2 separate regions of the Mus musculus genome follow, and region 2 is linked to region 1. The links are chromatin contacts, called in public promoter capture Hi-C maps. All regions are on one chromosome and are shown on one strand. The core of a region is the stretch at or near the end of the contact, and the rest is flanking DNA. Distances in the headings are between cores, read along the strand shown.

Evidence for each region. Capture Hi-C pulls out chosen DNA fragments and counts their contacts.
Region 2: a promoter capture Hi-C map of liver shows a contact between it and region 1. The contact joins two enhancer-like sites. A contact is called at or near these places in 1 of 39 promoter capture datasets (pre-B cells), 1 of 15 datasets of contacts at CTCF or cohesin (embryonic stem cells), 24 of 484 Hi-C or Micro-C datasets (the AML12 cell line, the AtT-20 cell line, B cells and 14 more), 2 of 115 datasets of contacts at active chromatin or transcription factors (embryonic stem cells and regulatory T cells) and 4 of 9 other capture datasets (adipose tissue, embryonic stem cells, liver and 1 more).

The regions. Positions count from the first base shown.
Region 1 is chr3:129,442,771-129,446,859 of GRCm38.p6, reverse strand. No RefSeq gene overlaps it. Among named protein-coding and RNA genes, the nearest start is that of Gm35787, 22 kb to the right of the region's middle. Within about 2 kb of position 2,434, at least 3 of the 459 cell types and tissues checked have an H3K27ac peak or open chromatin away from gene starts, as enhancers often do. A contact at or near this core is called in liver, where this site is marked.
Region 2 is chr3:129,680,754-129,684,663 of GRCm38.p6, reverse strand. It overlaps Egf (epidermal growth factor), which reads left to right. Exons shown (of 24, transcript NM_010113.4): 22 at 1,353-1,473; 23 at 3,460-3,565. Among named protein-coding and RNA genes, the nearest start is that of 6330410L21Rik, 71 kb to the left of the region's middle. Within about 2 kb of position 2,648, at least 17 of the 459 cell types and tissues checked have an H3K27ac peak or open chromatin away from gene starts, as enhancers often do. A contact at or near this core is called in liver, where this site is marked.

The DNA.
Region 1 (4,089 bases), core at 1,185-3,684:
AGAGCAAACTGAAGTCATTCTTGAAGTTTCTATACTGCTCCTATAAATGCAGCTGTTCCCTATAGAAGCCTGTGTAAGGAGGCAGCAAGTTTACTGTGAACTGTGGATGGGGCAGAGTGCAGAATGTTACTCCCACAAGGGCCTTCTAGAAAGAGTTGTATACACTATGAGAAGGGAATGCACTTGAAAGCAAGGGCATGAAGGAGATGCCATGGCGTGTCCACATTATCTCTGTAGGAAAGGCAAAGGGCTGGGAGCGATATTCTTGACTCTTCTCACATGACCAAACATGATAAGCTGTAACACCAGTTAGTATCTCCTTGCACTTGTATTTGCTAAAGCCAACCATGAACACCACCTCACATTTTGTTTGCTTTAATAAGAAAGTGAGACGTGCTTTTTTTTTTTTTTTTTTTTTTTTTTTGCACTATTCTTGACCTCAGATTCCTGGAGTTCCCTGGTACTCTACATGGGTCTTTAGAATATGCTCTGATTCACAGAAACTTAACCTCATTGACCACAGGGTGGGTTGACAATTTGCCACGCACCTTTTCTCTTGCAGACTGGTATTTCCTTTTATTCAGCTTTGAGAAACACCGGGACGGAGTGTGCTTTCCCCTGCTGACAGTGATATAGCTCTCTTTTCTGATCCCTCTGGATACACCTTGTTTGTAGGAAGTGGAGGAAGCTGTGAGCGACCGAAGTCTTGAGTGAACATGTACTGTTGACACAGGCACAGCCATGACAAGAATGAAACCTTAGAGCCAGGGAAACTTGCCGAAGCCTTTCCCCATCTGAGTCAGACCCAAAGCTGGCAAAGCCACCTTCTTCTGGTCCAAGTACAAGATGACCAATGTGTGCAAAAACTAGCAGCTGCAGCTTGCTTGCCTCTCCTTGGTGTTTGCAGCGTGAGTCTCCTTGCTTACAGAGACCTTCAGGCTAGCCAACTCCTGACCCCACCCGTGTGCTGCACATAAGAAACATACTGAGGTTCTGAGTGAAGATGGTAGTGGGTGTACCTCCATCACAGCACACCCCACTGGACCCCAGCTTTTCTGTACCTGTGTCTGTCCTTTCTTCATCCTTTCCCTGCCCCCAGCCAGGTTTCCAGGACCCCAAGTGCACTTCTTGGCATGTACTGAATCCAAAGGAAACCCTTCTACACAACCATCTCTATGTCTGGCTGGGAATGGCATGTGGGCCGTGCCATGAAGGGGATTTTGTTTTCAACCGTTCAACCTTTGTAGTCTTAGTGCCTCAACATTCTGCTTCTGTCTTAGGCAGCATTAGCTGCATCTTTGGGGTCTTCAGACACCTTCAGTGCAAAGCTGGGTAACTTCTGGGAACCAGCACTTCTCAGAGTGGCGTACTGTGGCAAAAGCCTGCAGGAGCTCAGCCTTGCTTGTACTGCTTTCTGCATTATCCGAATAAACGGAGTCTAACAAGAAGGATATTCTGAGGCTATCAATTAGAAACAAAGAGGCTCAATTATGCATGCTCACGCAGCACTTTCTCCATCTCTGCCCAATATCCAAATATCCAGTGTCTCGAACAAAGTTTTCTCTGTAATTGGCACCTAGCACATATTTGCTGAATAGGTGAGTTAGCACTAAGGGTTATTTCTGAAGAGAAAGATGAAACTGTAATTTGATGGTTTGAAGGACTAGAGATGGGTAGATTGCACTGAAAGTAGAATTGTGATTAAATTATGAATAGGAACCAGGGAAGGAGAAATAGAGGCATTGGAAGGATGAAGGGACACTTAGAATAACTCAGAATAAGACTCCAGGACACCAAAGAGGGCAGGGTTCGGGTTACACGTCAGAGTCAGAGTGAGAAAGATCACCCAGTGACTGAAGGCTGAAGAGACATTCTGTAGAGAGCTTCTGTTCTCTTGAAATGGGGAATGCTAGCCAAGAATGGGGAAGAAGCAATAGACACAGAGTGGATCTGAAATAGCCATGGTGAGCATTTGTAGGGGGCTGGGGATTCATCAGTGTGTTTCTGGGTTTTGAGACAGGTTGCCAGGCACGTGCGGTTTCACTGGGGTGAGCCATGGCTCCTTTATTCCTCTTCCATCACACACTGCCTGTATGTGAGTCTTGGATAAACGGGTTGCTCAGTGTGACCCAGTGAAGATGCACAAGGCATCTTTACAAAGGAGAATCATTATGGCAGCAACCACTGACAAAGGTGCTGTTTGAAAGCAGGGGTCCAGGTATGGAAGGTTGGGAATAGCAGGTCAAAGTTCTGTTTTCAGGTCAGCAAGGTTTCCAATCAGGGATTTCACAGAGCTGGAATGATTAAAGAGTGAGAAACAACTGAAAATGATTAAAAAAAAAACATTATTAGGTACAGTCTAGAATACATTGAATATCAAAATAGCTACTCTGGGGTGATTTAGCAACACATCTGTGTTTTGAGAAAGATCAGAGGACATTTGGCTTGACTTCTCCAGGTCAGATCAAAGGCCAAACTCTTAATTGAACAGTAGCTCTGCCACAAATGAACACTGTGCATCTTCTTTTAGTTGACCTCCCTACTGCTTTAGAAGAAACAAAAAAGGGAAATGAATTTATACATATAGGTAATACACCACATATGCAAAGCAACCAGCCGACACGGGATACAACGAATCATCTGCTTTTTATTGTTGCTGTTACCGATTTTTGCTTGTCTCTATCCTAAGACATTTGATAGGCAGGAAATCTTAAACTGTTATCTTAAAGCACAAGCGTGATGTATCTGCATAGCAAAGGTCCAAAGAACTGACAAGATCCAATGCTGTGAGGACCCGAAGCGGCAGGACGTCTCAGGCGTCGCCAATGGAAATGCACTTTGGAGAGATAATTTGGAAGATTTAGATAAATTAGATGTTTCTAGCAGCATAAGTCACAGTTACTAAAATGTTCTACAGTAGGAAAGTGAACAAATAAGTGATGGTCTATTACTCACCATTGAAAAGGAGTATTTTTTTTCAAGCCACAAAAGCATAGGAGAAAACTTCAAATACCTACAATGCAGTGAAGAAACCAATGTGGAAAAATCTACATACTATATACAGAGTATATTATATATGAATCCTACTATATGACATTCTGAAAAGGTCAAAACTGTGGAGACAGTTAATACAAAAAAGATGACTGATAACCAAGGGCCAGGGAGAAATGAAGATGAACAGATAGAACACGTGGGGTTTACAGGGCAAATAACGATCCTGTGACACACCAAAATGATAGATTCATGCTACTTGACATTTCTCAAAGCTCATAGAGCATGCAATGCTAACAGCGAGACCTAAGGTAGATCAATGGTGAGTGATTAGAAAAATAGCGGTCAACTCATTGTGTAGTACAGTCTATCCATCTACATAGAACAGAAGTATCGATATGACCTTAATATTTCTGTTTTCCTTGATGCCATTCCTCTTGGACTAGAAGAAATAACACCCACATTGGACTTTTCCTATCATCTTTGGTCAGCATGCTGATGGATCTTGTCCATAAGTAGCACAGAGGTGACTATCACTCAAGAAAGACACATGGGGTTCAGATAGCTGATGGAGTGGCCTTGCTCTGAGCTAGCAGCTGTATGACCAGAGGCTGCAGTGCTTGGCTGGTCACTACAGAAGTATGTGGAAGACGCTGCTGGGGATATTCTACTACCATATAGGCTGTTTGCTTTGAACACTTCATGTCTTCTTTGCCCAACCTCTGGCTTCCTGGAGTCCAGCATCCATGCTGTTACCCACCTCTGTGTTCTGTAGTGCACCTGTGTTGTGAGCATGCTCTGTCAGAAAGGTGGCGCATGGGTGTCTTTCCACAATGTCAGAATAAAGGAAGATCCTCCCGAGCCAGGGCCCCAAAACAAGACCAAGGTTCCAGGAAATCTGCTGCCCATGGAATTCCTAGAAAGCATCTAACACCCAACCCACCACGTGCCCTGAACCTGGAGGTTGCAAAACAGCCGATCTGACTTCTCTGCTGCCACCCTGCAATCTTGAAAAACAGTTCATCTGGGTCTGGCAAAGCTGTGTCTTCTCCCCCTCCGTGCCCTCCAATACAAAGACTCAGCACAGCATGGTGCTCT
Region 2 (3,910 bases), core at 1,399-3,898, 240 kb before region 1:
CACATACATATATACATATATAGTGAGGCCATATCTCAAAAGAAGGAAAGAGAAAGAAAATTTTAAGTTAGCACATGATATAATTATTTTTGGTTTTTTGATATATTAACACATAACTTAATGTTTTTCAGAAATTTGATTTTTTTTTTTTAAGACAAGTCTTTGTATGTAACCTGGACTAGCCTCAAACTCAAGGTTCTTTTGCCTCAGCCTCAGGGCTCTGATTTCATGGACACGCCAGTAAGCGTGCCTGAGCAGCGGTGGGTGGGGATTGACAGCCAGGGGTGGATGGATGGTGGGTTTCAGCTTCAGACTGCTGTAGCCCAATAGCAAAAATGATGAAGGGCCCACGTATAACTCAGTCGGTAAAGTGTTTGCCGTACAAGCCTAAGGGCCCAAGTTCAGCTCTCAGCACCTATGTATACAATGCAGTACAGTACAATACAGTGCAGTACAATACAATACACTACAATACAATACAGTACAGTACAGTGCAGTACAGTACAGTACAATACAATACAATGCAATACAATACAATAGAATACAATGCAGTACAATACAATACAATACAATGCAGTACAATACAATACAATGCAGTACAATACAATACAATGCAATACAATACAATGCAGTACAATACAATACAATGCAGTACAATACAATACAATGCAATACAATACAATGCAGTACAATACAATACAGTACAATACAATACAATACAATGCAATACAATACAATGCAGTACAATAGAATACAATGCAGTACAATACAATACAATGCAGTACAATACAATACAATGCAGTATAATACAATACAATACAATACAATGCAATGCAGTACAATACAATACAATACGGCAGGGCACACTGTGCACTTACATCTGTAACACTGGGGAGATAGAAACAGGGGGATCCCTGGGGCTTCGTGGCAAACACTGGGTTTACTGGAGACACTGTTTCAAAAAATAACACAACACGTAGAGCAATTGAGAAAGAGGTGCAAGGCTTTTCACCTGCATACAAGGGCACACTCCCATACAGGTGCGCACACACAAACCCATGTTCACACACACAACTGGTAAGGACTATTGCTTGACAAAAAGGCTTGTCAGAGCTCTTGTGATTGCAGTGCACCCAGAGTTACGTTAAGTCCCTCTGAGCATCCCTAGAGCTGTTTGCTTACCAGTACTGCCCCCTAGAGGCCTGGGGGTTTTCAGCTGTGTGCTTTGACTGACTGTACCATCTGTAGATCTAACTTGTCGACCGACACAGTTGCTCCGGGTTATCCCGGAGTGGGATGGGTGTTTTGTTTTTATTTTGAGCTTGACTCAGATTTTTTTGGCTTTATCTCAGGACTCGGAAGCAGCTATCAAACCCCCCAAAGAACCCTTGTGATGAGCCAAGCGGAAGTGTGAGCAGCAGCGGACCCAACAGCAGCAGCGGGGCAGCTGTGGCTTCTTGTCCCCAACCTTGGGTAGTGTTATCAGTACATGAGCTATGAATTGCTTGATAAGTATTCTTACTCATTGTCTTCTTCCTTCCTGATGTTCAGAGAAACTGAACTCTGTTCCAGCTGCCAACTGCTCTCAAAATGTCTTTTAGCCTTAGTGCCCAGCCAGTCTTCAACAAGTGTTTAACCTCTGGGCCTCTCATCTTCTTCTGTATAACTCTAAGATCCAGCTTCATAAACGCCATGTGATTTAGGACCCGGGCAGTGCTCAGTTCCTTGAGGTCTCATGACTTTGTGGATAGCTAAATTCCCTTCATGGCGCTTGACAGGCTATAGAGAATTAGATTGCACATTTAATTAATCTCATTTAAATCATAACAGGGGAGAAATGGTTTCTGCATGTGTGTCTCTTTTAAATAAAAAAAATTTAATTTTAAAAAAATCAAAATTCCATGCTGCAGTAGCAAGCAGCTTGTTGGCTCTGAACTTCATTCAGAAGCCAGGGCTGCTGAGCTGTGTGTCCCGTCCCCCCCAGCTGTCATAACTGCCGTCCACACCAACTGCCGCTGCACACGTCAGAGAGAGCTGGGGAGAACCCAGTTCCCAAACCCGGAGGAGAAGCAGCAAAAACAAATCTGCTCCTATCAGCTGCCGTCCACCGCAGCCAGAGCCCTGGAGCTTGGGCGCTTCTTTCTAGCAGAGAGGCACATGGTTGGAAGATTTGCAGTGTGCATCTTGGCTGGAGCTAGAAATAAGGAGCCTATGCCCTCACACAGCAGGCCGCTATATTGACTCTGCAATACGTCATTGCAGAAAGACCACTGAGGAGGAGGAGACTAAGGGTGACGAGTGTTGTGAAGAATGGAAAGGGAGAGAAAACAGCTCCTGAGAGTCACCCTCATCCCCAACATCACTGTCCCTATCCCCTGATTGACTCCACTCACTAAACCTCCCTACCCTTCCCTTGATGAGAAAGATAGGTACAGATTTTTTTTTTTTCTATGCTCTTTACTGTTGAGTTCTAGGTCCTCCCTGTGGAGGGCTCCTTTCTGAACTACACAGAAGTCCAAACCTTGGGGCAGTCCTTCACCCGGTCACTTACTGATAAGGAAAGACTTTGCCGGCCTGGGTCCTGTGCCCAGAGCATGGCCTACTTCTGTTCTTCCTCTTTCTGTTTGATTTCTTTTAATACCTAACCTGTCTGGCCTGAGTGCAGGCCAGTCGGCTCTGCTCAGCCTGCATTGCAAGTGTGCCGTGAGTCTGAACCATGCAAACAATGACAAAAATGGTTTGTTGAGTAAAGAGAAGTGCTGTTGTGCTTATCTGGGCCTCTCTCAGCACTCTGCCTTCTGAGCTGCCACCTATGAAAGAACAGCTTGGGGATCCCTGCAAGATAGTAGTTACCCATACTCACTAGCGGTCGTAATTACCTGGGACTTGATAGCATGCTTAAATGAATTATATATAGACACATACACACACATACACACAAACAGCGGTAGCCCAAACCCACATATATGGCCTGGCTGATGGGCAAGTACTGGTGATACCTAAGGACACTTGTATAATTTGCAGCAAAACAGGACCCTCTATGGATCCAAGATTCTTTTTTTTTTAAAGATTTATTTATTATTATATCTAAGTACACTGTACTAAGATCACGGACTACTCTTCCAAGGACTGGGGCTTGATTTCTTGCACCCATTTGCTGGCTTATAGCCAGCCATCTGTAACTCCAGTTCCAGGGGATCCAGTGCCCTCTTCTGGTCTCCATGGGCATCAGGCATACACACATACACAGATAGATATACATGCAGCCACAACACCTGTACACATACATGGTAAAACTGTAAAAAGGAAAATGTACGTTTAGCTGGAGACAGTTGACAAGGCGTTTCTTTCCAGCTTCACCTTCTGTGTGGGTGAGCTCGACTACGGTTGAAGGTTTATCAAGGTGGCTTCTAGATCACAGCAGTTATCCTCTGAACCCTTTGCTTTTCTGTTCTGCAGTTTGTGGTCCTAGAGAAACACCAAGACCCCAAGAATGGGAGTCTGCCTGCGGATGGTACGAATGGTGCAGTAGTAGATGCTGGCCTGTCTCCCTCCCTGCAGCTCGGTGAGTCGGTATTTTACCTTGATCAAAAGTGTTTTCCAGCCGGGTGGTGGTGCCAGTGCACACCTTTAAACCCAGCACTTGGGAGGCAGAGGCAGGTGGATTTCTGAGTTTGAGGCCAGCCTGGTCTACAGTGTGAGTTCCAGGACAGCCAGGGCTATACAGAGAAACCCTGTCTCAAGGAAAAAAAAAAAAAAAGTGTTTTCCACTGAGAAATGTCATCTAGTCACAAAAGGCCATTGGCCTTGTCTAAGCTGAGTGAGCCCTGGGAGGCACTGACACCACGAGAGAAACACATTTGATTGCATCTCCTCTTCTCTTAGCCCCTGAGCTGCTTAGGACTGCAGG